Regions from separate parts of the Columba livia genome. Here region 1 is linked to region 2. Evidence: chromatin contacts called from public Hi-C data. All regions are on one chromosome and are shown on one strand. The core of a region is the stretch at or near the end of the contact, and the rest is flanking DNA. Distances in the headings are between cores, read along the strand shown.

Region 1 (4,915 bases), core at 902-3,401, 150 kb before region 2:
CCACAGCAGCGCCGCAGGTCATACAAGAACAGGTCTCCCTTGGATTCGGCACCCCAGGAACTCCTAGAAACAGACAGTTCTTGCAGTAAAAAACTTACATCTAAACAAAGCTGTCTTTTAAAGATTTGGTTTGCGAGACTTTATTATTGTTATTTTTGTTGCAGATCCACACATATTCACAGGTATGAGTAGATCTGGTTTTATTTCGGTGTAAATGCGTGCGTCATTCACCCTCAGCAGTATACAGTATACAAAGCTCTGTGGGAACCTCCTGTAATGTTTAGTGCACAATGACCAGTCAGTTTGTTTAAGTTCAGGAGGTAAGTAATTACCAGGGCTATGAGATACTGACAATTTGAACCTCTCTAAAAGAGACTTTTGTCTTCCTGTTGGTTGTATTATTCATGTCATTGTGTAATTCTGCATCGTTCTATCAACTGGTACTTAGAAGTACTCCGGAGACTTCCTAGCTTTTTATAAATTATTCTGATGCTCACATGCAACAAAAGTATCCCTCGAATTTGCTACTAATTGATACATTACAAAAACCTTCCTTCCTGAAAGTGTTTAAACACCAGTTCTCCTGTCAAATGCAAGCCTATTTCAACACAACAGCTCTATAATAACACATATAATGGACGTGCTCACAGTAATTGTGGTCCGGCTAGTTCATGTGTATTGTCTTTGACAGCAGCCACTACAAAAGGCGTTATGGCAAAGGCTCCCAAACCCTCCCACTAGCAGCTCGCCTCTCCAACAGATAATCTAAGTGACTTGTGATGCGAATTTATCAGATGGAAGAATTTGTAACTGCTGGTACCTCACCCAGCATCATTACATCTCATTTGAGAACTATTGCACTTGGAGATGCCACCAGAAACCCAGCACAGGTACACGCTGAGAAACAATAATCTCATCCCAAAGCAGATAATCCCTTTCCCAACCTCCCTCAACTAGACAAGAGCTTAAACTTTTAAGCATGAAGGTTTATACTTTCTCCAAATGTTTCTGAAGTGTCAAGTGAAACAGTGCTATAAATTCCTCCTAAATTCTGGACCGTTGCACTACCCACTGTGGTGAGTTCCACAGTTTAATGGCATGCGCATAAATTATATGAAATGTAATTTTTTTGTTGGTCCTAACCTGGTTGTTCAATGGAGGAAACTGGAAATGAGATCCAAGGTCTACCACTACCTTTTAAATCAAATATAAATGGTACCATTTCTTTTGATGTGGCAGCCATACTGCACATGGCATTACTGAGCAGTTTAGAGATCTTGGAAGGGAGGGCATTTTTTAAATATATATTTTTTAATTTGTAAACAATTGTTCTGTTCAGCACCATACCAGCAAGGCTGAGGGAGCTGGGTCTCTTTAGCTTGGAGGAGACTGGGGGGTGACCTCATTAATGTTTATAAAAATGTAAAGGGTGTCATGAGGATGGAGCCAGGCTCTTCTTGGTGACAACCAACGATAGGAAAAGGGGCAATGGGTACAAACTGGAACACAGGAGGTTCCACTTAAATATGAGAAGAAGCTTCTTCTCAGTGAGGGTGGCAGAACCTGGAACAGGCTGCCCAGGGGGGTTGTGGAGTCTCCTTCTCTTCAAACCCGCCTGGACACCTTCCTGTGTAACCTCATCTGGGTGCTCCTGCTCCGGCAGGGGGATTGGAGCTTTCGAGATCCCTTCCAATCCCTGACATTCTGTGATTCCGTGATCACCCTCGGGCTCCCCTGCCATCCCTTCTTCAGCACCAGTCCCCCCATCAAGCCACAGGGACAGGAACACCAGTGGGAGCCACTGGTGAATTGACATCGACCAGGCGGGTGGCGCCGCGTCGTCCCCGTCCCCCTTCAGCCGCGTCCCTCGGCGGGGCGGCCGCCCCGCCGAGGGACGCGGCTGAAGGGGGACGGGGACGACGCGGCCCCTGTGAGGAGAAAAACGGAGAATGGAGGAAGAGGCACAACGGCCCCAGCGCTTCCCGCGCACCTCTCGCCGCCGCTGCCCTAAGCGGCTTCGGCGGCCATTGACGTCAGCGAGGGCGGCACATGACCCCCTCGGAACCAATCGGCTGCTCCCGGAGCCGCTCCGGCGAGAGAGGCTGATCGGCAGCGCTCGCTCCTCTCGCCGCCTCCTCCTCCCGCGGCGGCGGCGACGAGCGTGGACACACACGTTCCCCCCCCCCCCCGCCCCAACGCCCGCACCCACGGACGCTCACCCGCACCCACATACATGCACACGCGCGCCCGCCGCACGCTCCCGCGCACACGCCCCGGGGGGAAGGAAGGAACCGCGGCCGGACGCCCCGCAGCTTCCCCCGCCGCCGCCGCCGTCAGGAGCCCCCACCGCCGGCTTTTGTCTGCCGCCCCCGCCGGGAGCCGACCCTCCGCTCGGCCGGCGCCCACCCGCGAGCATGGACGCGGCGCTCTGAGAGCCGTGAGGGGGACCCGCCGGGGGCGGATTTGGAAGTTTGAATAAGGATTTTTATCGCTTCCCTTTTCCCCCCTTCTCCCCGCTCCGGTGCGGTTCAATCCCTTCCCCCATCTTCCCGGACATTTTTTTAAAATTTTTCCTTTTTTTTTTTTTTTTTTTTAATCCGCCGCGTGGGGTTGGATTTCTTCTTTTTGTTTGTTTTTTAAATTATTTGTAATTTTATTTGGTATACCCGTCTCTGCCGCCCGTAGAGACCGGTCTCCCCGGGGCGGCCGCCGCCGAGCGCCACCCCCGACCCGCGGGGCTGCCATGGATCGCACCGGCGGCTCCGGCGGCGGCAGCGACCGCAGGCAGACCGAGGAGAGCAAGCCGCTGCTGGGCGAGATGTCCGCTCCCGAGGGGAATAAAATGGGTGCCGCGCCGTGCCGGAGAGCCCTGCTCCACTGCAACGGCATGAGGTACAAGCTGCTGCAGGAGGGGGACATCCAGGTGTGTGTCATCCGGCACCCCCGGACGTTTCTCAGCAAGATCCTCACCTCCAAGTTCCTGCGGCGGTGGGAGCCGCACCACTTGACCCTGGCGGACAACAGCGTCGCCTCGGCCACGGTAAGAGCCCGGCCGGGCCCGCCGGTACCGCCGCGGGGGGCGGACACAGCGCGGCCCCGGCGGCTTCCCCGCCCCGCGGGGCATCTGCGGGGACTGAGCTGCCGCGGGGCCGGGGGCGCGTTGCGGGGGGAACTGCCCGCGCCTTTGTGCCGTGGCCGCCGGGCCGTGCGGGCCCCCCCGAGGGGGGTCGGTGTGCGAGGGGGGGCTCGGCTTGCGAGAATCCCGGAATGCCTGCGGGGATTTTTTTTTCCCTTCTTTGTAATCCTAGGGATATTTAATTTGGTAGTTTCAGTGGGGTTTTTTTGAGCAAGTCTAATATTTATTATTATTCTTACTATTATTATTAGCAATATTATTATTACTATTATTATTTTCCCTTCTTGTTTTTAATTCATGCCTCCCTAACATGCCACTGACATGAAATCGCCACACCGATCCATTTCTATCTGAACCGGCAGATCTGTCTGCTGGCAAGCTGGCCAAGTTGGAGGTGAGGGAGGTGGAAGATGCTTTTCATGGGAGAGCGAAAGCTCCGGGTTTGCACAGGCTTTGCTCTGCTTTGTTTTAGGCCTGGTCTTGGGGCTCTGATTTGGTGGTCATATAACCTGCCCAGATGCTGTCGGTGTGATCGTAAAATATGGAGATTCCTTCAGGGTTTTCTTCTTGATGGAAAATGATGCAGGAGAAAAATGCGAGAGGGTGATATCAACAGTGCAAAAGATGTGCAATAAACAGATACAGTCTTTAAAAATATGATTTATATTTACATGTACAAGTTAAAATTTCACGGACAGCGTTATTTGAATATTAGTATGTGATGTGACTACACCCAAATTTTGTCTAATATCAATTATCATAACTCACAAAGCATGTTTTACACAGATTTTTAATCATTCGGTACTTCAGTTGCATCCTTTTTTGATTTATATGTTAACGTCTCTTTTTTCTCAATGGCTTCATTCTGGCCTTCCTATAGGACACCAGTGATACGAGCGAGTGGATTGGCTTTTGTGTGCATTTCTGTTAATGGTGTATTTCAGTGGGTTTCACCCAGTCTGGGCTGTGCTCGGAGGTTGGATTTTTTCACACTCGGGTACGCAGAGACGTGGTGTGTGTAAATGCATCGCGAGCGAGTATTCAGAGCAGGTTTTCAGTGGGAGCTCCTTTAACCTTCAGGTAGGCCAGCTGCCTGTTCTCACGGAGCTCTGTTTTTTGTGCCACAATGTCAGCTCTGCTGGCCGTTAACACTGGGCTGTCGAGGATGTTTCCGAGGGAATATTTTTCTTTCTTTGATAGAAGTACTGTGTAAAGGGATAAGGAGCCCTCCGTCAAGCATTGCTGGAGAAAACCCCCAAAAGACACGAACAGAAGGAGCTTTTGCAGTGCTTCATTGCATTAAGATACCATCAGCGTAGAGGGGAAGTTGAATATCAGTGGAGATGAGGCGTTTTCCTGGCAGGATCTGTCACTGGTTATTTCTGAGCAGAGCAGGATACCGGCAGAGAGAGGCACGATCGTGCTTCAGACGTGAATCTCAGCGATGTGGCAACGCCAGGCGTGAAGTTGTGTTTGTGCGGGCGACGTCAAGCTCTGCTCGCTGGCAATGCTGTCACCAGAGAATCCATCTCCGAAAGAATTTCTGTAGTCCTGTGAGGCTGTGCTTTAATTAACATTGAGGTGTTCTCGTTCCTAATTATTTTATGTATATAAATAGCAAGAAGATACTAAAACATTGTACGTACCATCGCAGGCTCCATTTTGTTTAAGCAGTGCTCTTCCTGCTGGGTCTTGCGCCTTATCATTTTTTTCCACCGCTAACTCACCAAGTAAATACAGTTCAGAGAAATATCAGTCCTTCATTATTTCAAGTAGTGT
Region 2 (5,679 bases), core at 373-2,872:
AATATCTGTGCTACCATCCAAAGGACTGATGGCTTCAGCTACAATAATGGCATTTCTCTTAAAATTGCAACTGCGGATGCAAAAGCATTTCACTTAGGGTGGCATTCTTCAGTGTGAAACACAAAGTTAATCAATAACTTAGCTAACTATGGGTGATCTCAAACTTTTTTTTTTTTCAGCTAAAACCCAGTTTTTTGGTATGCTTTCCTTCTGAGAGAACACAAAACAAAAATATCTGCCTTTGAAATACCTGGCCCCACACTTCCTGACTGACCCAGTATGAACCACTGCTGCTCTGCACACATTATTTCCTCTCTCTGAAAAAAAACCAAAACCAAACACAAACTAGCCAGAGTCTGGCAATACTTTGCTTTGCCATTGACCTTATCTCTCATCCTGTGGGGGCAGCTGCTCCTCACAGGTAGGTAAGCTAAAGACAGAGCATATGCATGATATATGATAAGGGCTGGAGACATCCACTTCTCCAGTCTGGCCTTTTTTGATTCTGTTGACTGGTCCCCTCCCCAACATTGAAGTACTTTGCTGATGTACACTGGAGGAGGCTGAAAACCTTCTGTTTTTCTCATTTTGTATTAGTAAGGATTTTCTTTTGTTGTTGTTTTTTTTTTAGTTTAGCTATTTTCTTAGCAAAACATATCCTTTCTGCAAGAGTACTGCTATTGCAATGCCAAGTGCTAAAGTTTGGCTGTTGTTAGAATGGTGAAACCATCACAAATGGATCTTCAGCTCTCGGCTTTGCTCTTTAACCGTGTTTTTCCTTCCGCAGGAGCAGGCAGGGTCTCCTCGTGCCGCTGTAGACTTGAGTCCCCAAGCCAGCAGTGTCACCTCCGTCTGTGCTGCCAGACCAGGGGAAGCTGGTGCCTGTCACGTGCAGGGAGCAGGTTCTTCTTACTTGTCTTTAGAGATCCTGTAAGGAACCGTGTCTCCAGTTATATTTCTGCCTTATTTGTTGTTGTTTCATACGTGTTCTTTTTGGTCAAATGGTGCCATCTTTTGTTTTCATAAAATCCTTTGAAAAATGAACTCTGTTTTGCCACATTTGAACACTGTTTTGGTATAAATATTTGGATTTTCTTTTACTATTTTAAAAATTATATCTATTTATGAACAGATTTATCGAAGTATTTATAAATTATTATTATTATTATTTAAGTATAAATCAATAGAAAACTGGTATTATTCAGCTTCAACGTTTTCATTGTTTTCCAAAGAAAAAAATAGAATTGGTGCAAATTCACAGTTGTTGACAACGGGGACCTTCTTTTAATATATTTCCTTTTGGCGTAATAAACCAGGAGTTGAGTTCTGGTCAATTTTAAATCCTAGATTCCACGTGGAAGCCATTTGTGTCCAGAGCACATGACCGAACACAGGCCACGTATATATATTATAAATGCATATCTTAAATCAGAAATTAGTGCTTTCGGTTCTCCCTCGGATTAAAGATATTAGACATTTCGCTTAAATCCCAGCTGCTGGAGTCAGCAGAGTCCATGAGACTCTTGGTGTTTGTTAAAAAAGTAAATTATAAACTCTCTTGGTTACAGAAAAAACTTAAAAACAGGAAGAGAGGGCATCCCAAAGGTTTAGAAACCAGAAAGCAAAGAATTCAAACCCAGAAACTAACAACTGTTGTGTTGATCTCAGGTGGGAACATTATTAATGCATTGCTGCATGATGCAAGTGACACGGCATGAAAAGAGTTGAGCCCATGAAGACGGTAGAAGAGGAGAGAGAATTGCTGGCTGGAAATGACATATTTCAGCATTAGCGTTCCACTTTCTTTCTTAAGACTTCCTCTTTTTAAACTTTTTTTTTTCCTTTGTCAGCAACAGCCATAACAAAATCTGTCCTTGTGAAGGAGAAGAAAGTGTCATCAAAGGTGACGGCTTTTTTTTTTTTTTTTAAATTAACTAAAAGGCCCAGGCTGCTGAAAACTTGATTAGAGCTTTTGTATTCCTGAGGGGTCTCAACAGTGTGCTCTTACCCAGGTGGAATCAGAGTACAAAGAGGAAGAAACCCCCCGTTTGACGCTGCCTCGCTAATCTCAGCAGTATATCATTCATTATTCTGCACAGGATTAAAGGTAAGGTCTGCGTTGCCGCCTTTGAGACTCAGCAAGGCAGCTACACTTTGCAGAAAGGGGGTTAAATAATTCCTGATGTGTGGCAGAAAGGTTCTGGAGAGAAGACGGTTGGGTTTAAATAACCTGGCAGAGCCTTCTGTGTTCTAGCTTTTGTCTTCTTGCCTCCAGAATAAAATGACTTCTTAATCATAAATCAAATGTAAAAATAATTTTCTTTGAAAGAGGTAAAGGTGTCTTAAAAATACTAGTCAAGTCTAAAAAACAAAAAACGCGGAGGAAACAATTTTTCGTGTGTATGTGAAATTTTTAATGTCATTAGGAACAGACATAAATAAGGCCTGGATGCTCAGCTGAAGATAACTAAGCTATTTTAAATTCGTTCCAATTTGGAGATCAGGCTAAACAAGCATTTGAAAATTCACATTGCTAGTTCCTTCTTCATTCTAGACATTGTGTCCTGTTAAATGAGAGGTGTGTTAGAAATTTTCCTTTGAAAGAAGGTTGTTTGTTTTGATTGTTTTTTTCCTGTGTTTTTCTCTCTGTTGGAAAAGTTCAGGTTTAATGTTTGTTTTTAAAACAGCTCAGAGTGTATAAGTTCAGATTTTCAGTCAGATGTTACCGAATGAGTTGGTAGCTGATACCTACAAACATATTGCAAAATTTCTGATTTTTTTGGCACAAATAAAATCCCTTGGGAGCTGCAAAAAGCTTATTTTTAATATGATAAATGAAATAATATGACTCTGTATGCATATGATAACACATATTTGAGAAACAGAGCATGCCACGTGGTGTTCAGTATCACCTTGAAATTCTGAAAAACGGTCCTTTGCCAACAGAGGTTTTTCTGAAGCTGCAAAGTTGAACTTGCTCCGTGAGGTGCTCAGAAGAGCGTTATTACAGACCATGGGCCTCAGGGAGTGGGTGGAGGTCGCAGTATTGCGTCTTCTCCACCCACCAGCCTGAAGCAGAGACTCTAGCACGTCTCCTCTGATCAGTTCTGCAACTTTGAGAGACTAGAAAACTCAAGCAGCCCATCCTGGATATCTAATTTATTCAGGACTTCAGTCATTAGTAGGTATATTATCTAAATCCCCTCCCCACTTTCCTTTATTTCCTCTTTTAAGCTGTTAACAAAAACGTTAAGAAGATAGGGTCCCTATGCCAGGGTCTGTCATACCTCACCCAATACCAACTCCCACCTTGATCTGTTGACGCACAGGGTCTCCAACACTGTATGTTAAAAAGATGCTTATCATAAAAAGTAGAACAGAAGGTTTTGACCCTTTAATGTGACTCATTCAGTTATGACTACAGTGCATAAAGATAACAGCAGTTGCAATAACGATTTGCATTCTGTACAAATATGCTGATCCTAGAGATACACCAGATGGACGCTCTTCCATGGCATAGGCGTCTGCAACACATAGCCCAGAAGAGTATCTCTCATTCTATCCCTATTAAGAAATTATCACTCAAGTACATCATCAATTTTTCAATCATATTTTTATGTTAGTGAGATTTTGACATGTGTTTTTGCATGATTACATGCTTATCTGTATTAGGGCCAGTGTGCTCTCTCCATTCTCAGCTAATTGTAGTGCTTTGATTAGCCAGAGGGCTTTTCTAAACTTTTCTGATGTAGCATGTGACGGATTAGAACTGATCCTTGCATGACTGAGCACAGAAGCAATGAACTTCTCCTCCCTTCCTGTGCACCCTGAGGGAAGGCCTTAGACAAGAACAAATCCCTGCAACCAGCCATGTATAAAGTAGAGAAAGACCTGGCCTATGTCAGTTTAATGGTCCCAGAAGATCTTCCACAAGCAGTAGCAAAGACAATGTTAAGAAAACTTCAGCAGAACGGGAGGAAAATGGGAAATGCCCAGTGAGAGAGCACTTTGCAGCAGCACTGGGTGTGCGTTCAGTGCGGCGTCGGATCCCAGCAGGGCTCCCCATTATGAGCGCAGAGCAGCGGCTCAATGCTCCAGTCCTGCCTTGCTGATCCCTGTGCCCAGCCTGCTTCAATTTACCCTTTATTCCTCTCAGAGCTCACAGGGACAATGAGTGGGAGTGGGAAGCTAAAGCAGATGGCAACAGCACTTTTCTCTCCTAAACTCACCTGTGGTGGGAAAGAAATGAAATTTAGAAGGTAACTAGGGGGAAGAGATGGACATTTTCTTGCTGACTTGCAACTCACTTCATTCAAAACTATTGTCAAATGCTGGGGTTTTTTTCAGTGCTTCCCACTTGCAATCATACTGTTTTTATTAAAGATTTTAATTTTATTGGCTTAAAAAGCACAGGAGAATAGTTTTCCTGGTTCCCTGCAGAGCCTCCTGCAGTTTTCCTATTCTGCCGACACCTCGGTAATGTTGAATTTCTCACTGTTGACAGTACTGGTGGATACTGTGGATGCAGTATTTTATATTTCATCTGAAGGTGTGATTGCAAGCCCTTTAAATATGCTGGTGTTCTGTGCAGCCAGTGAAACGGGCTCAAGACACTGAGTAAATAGCTGGCTAGTATGCGTATAAAAAGCCCCACACTTTGACACTTAGTTCAAATGTTCTCGTGTATATTTTGAGGTTATTATTGATCATCCCAAATCACACAGCAGAGGTGCTGCTCAGCTGAAACTACAAAAAAATAATTCTGACAAATGCAAAGTTATCTTCTGGCACAGCTAGCTTTGCTCTGAGGAAACAGCATTGCTAAGTCAGGACATTAGTATAAAACCTGGAAGCCACATTCTGCCCAAGGCAGAACTGCTGTGAGATCTCTGGCAAACCTCACTCTCTGGGCCTGATGTCTTTGAAAATGTGAAATAAAGATTTCCATTCTTATATATATATTTTTTAATTGTTTTGACATCTACAAAAATTACAGAAATTGTAAGCAATAGTACTGTATTTTGTGTATGAGGACAGAAGGAAGGAACTCCTCAGAAGTTTTTTTATACACGGGCCTTGCAAATAGCAAGGGACAGGGTGATTGAACTGAGGAGCGGCCAAACATTTTAGGACTCAGAAAAATACTGCAGCAGGCAACAGGCCAGCCACTTAGAAGTACAACCTCCCTTGCTTCATGTCAGCTTTTCCGCTAGCAACTTAAGTAGTTTAAATCAATATTTACTTTAAATATTATTATTAAGTGACAATAATTTACCAAGATTAAAATGAAACTCTGATAAGAATGGAGCCAAGTATACACTAGAATGCTTTTTACAAGAAATGCACTTTGTGAGGAGCCTGAACTCCGTTCTGCTGAGGGAGCTGGACCTGTCACATGGTATGATCGTGTTTGAGAGTAGGTCCCCTGCAAATATTGAGATGGTGGTGAGTTCTCTTGATGACAAATGCTTGAAAATGAGGTTTTCTTTGTGAAATCTCTGCTTGTAGGTTTTGCAGCTCTAACCAGAAAATCAAGCTGAGCTAATGTACATTCTGCTAAGGAGTGTAAATACGGTGATGGTGCACTAATAAATACTTAGGCTAGATAATCTGTCAGTGCCAGTCTCTAAAATATTTGTTCCTCCTGCCTAATGGATCTTTAACATTTCATACAATTGA

What was found. Hi-C and Micro-C count contacts between places; a contact is called where the count stands out from the background.
Region 1: a Hi-C map of crop shows a contact between it and region 2, with 4 times the contacts expected there. The contact joins the promoter of CMIP here to the promoter of PLCG2 in region 2. A contact is called at or near these places in 2 of 2 Hi-C or Micro-C datasets (crop and liver).

Annotation. Positions count from the first base shown.
Region 1 is chr13:9,795,991-9,800,905 of bColLiv1.pat.W.v2, reverse strand. CMIP (c-Maf inducing protein) reads left to right here and starts at 2,151. Exons shown (of 21, transcript XM_065028331.1): 1 at 2,151-3,040. The coding sequence starts at 2,744.
Region 2 is chr13:9,641,265-9,646,943 of bColLiv1.pat.W.v2, reverse strand. It overlaps PLCG2 (phospholipase C gamma 2), which reads left to right and starts at 1,622. Exons shown (of 34, transcript XM_021290686.2): 1 at 1,622-1,903; 2 at 2,013-2,107.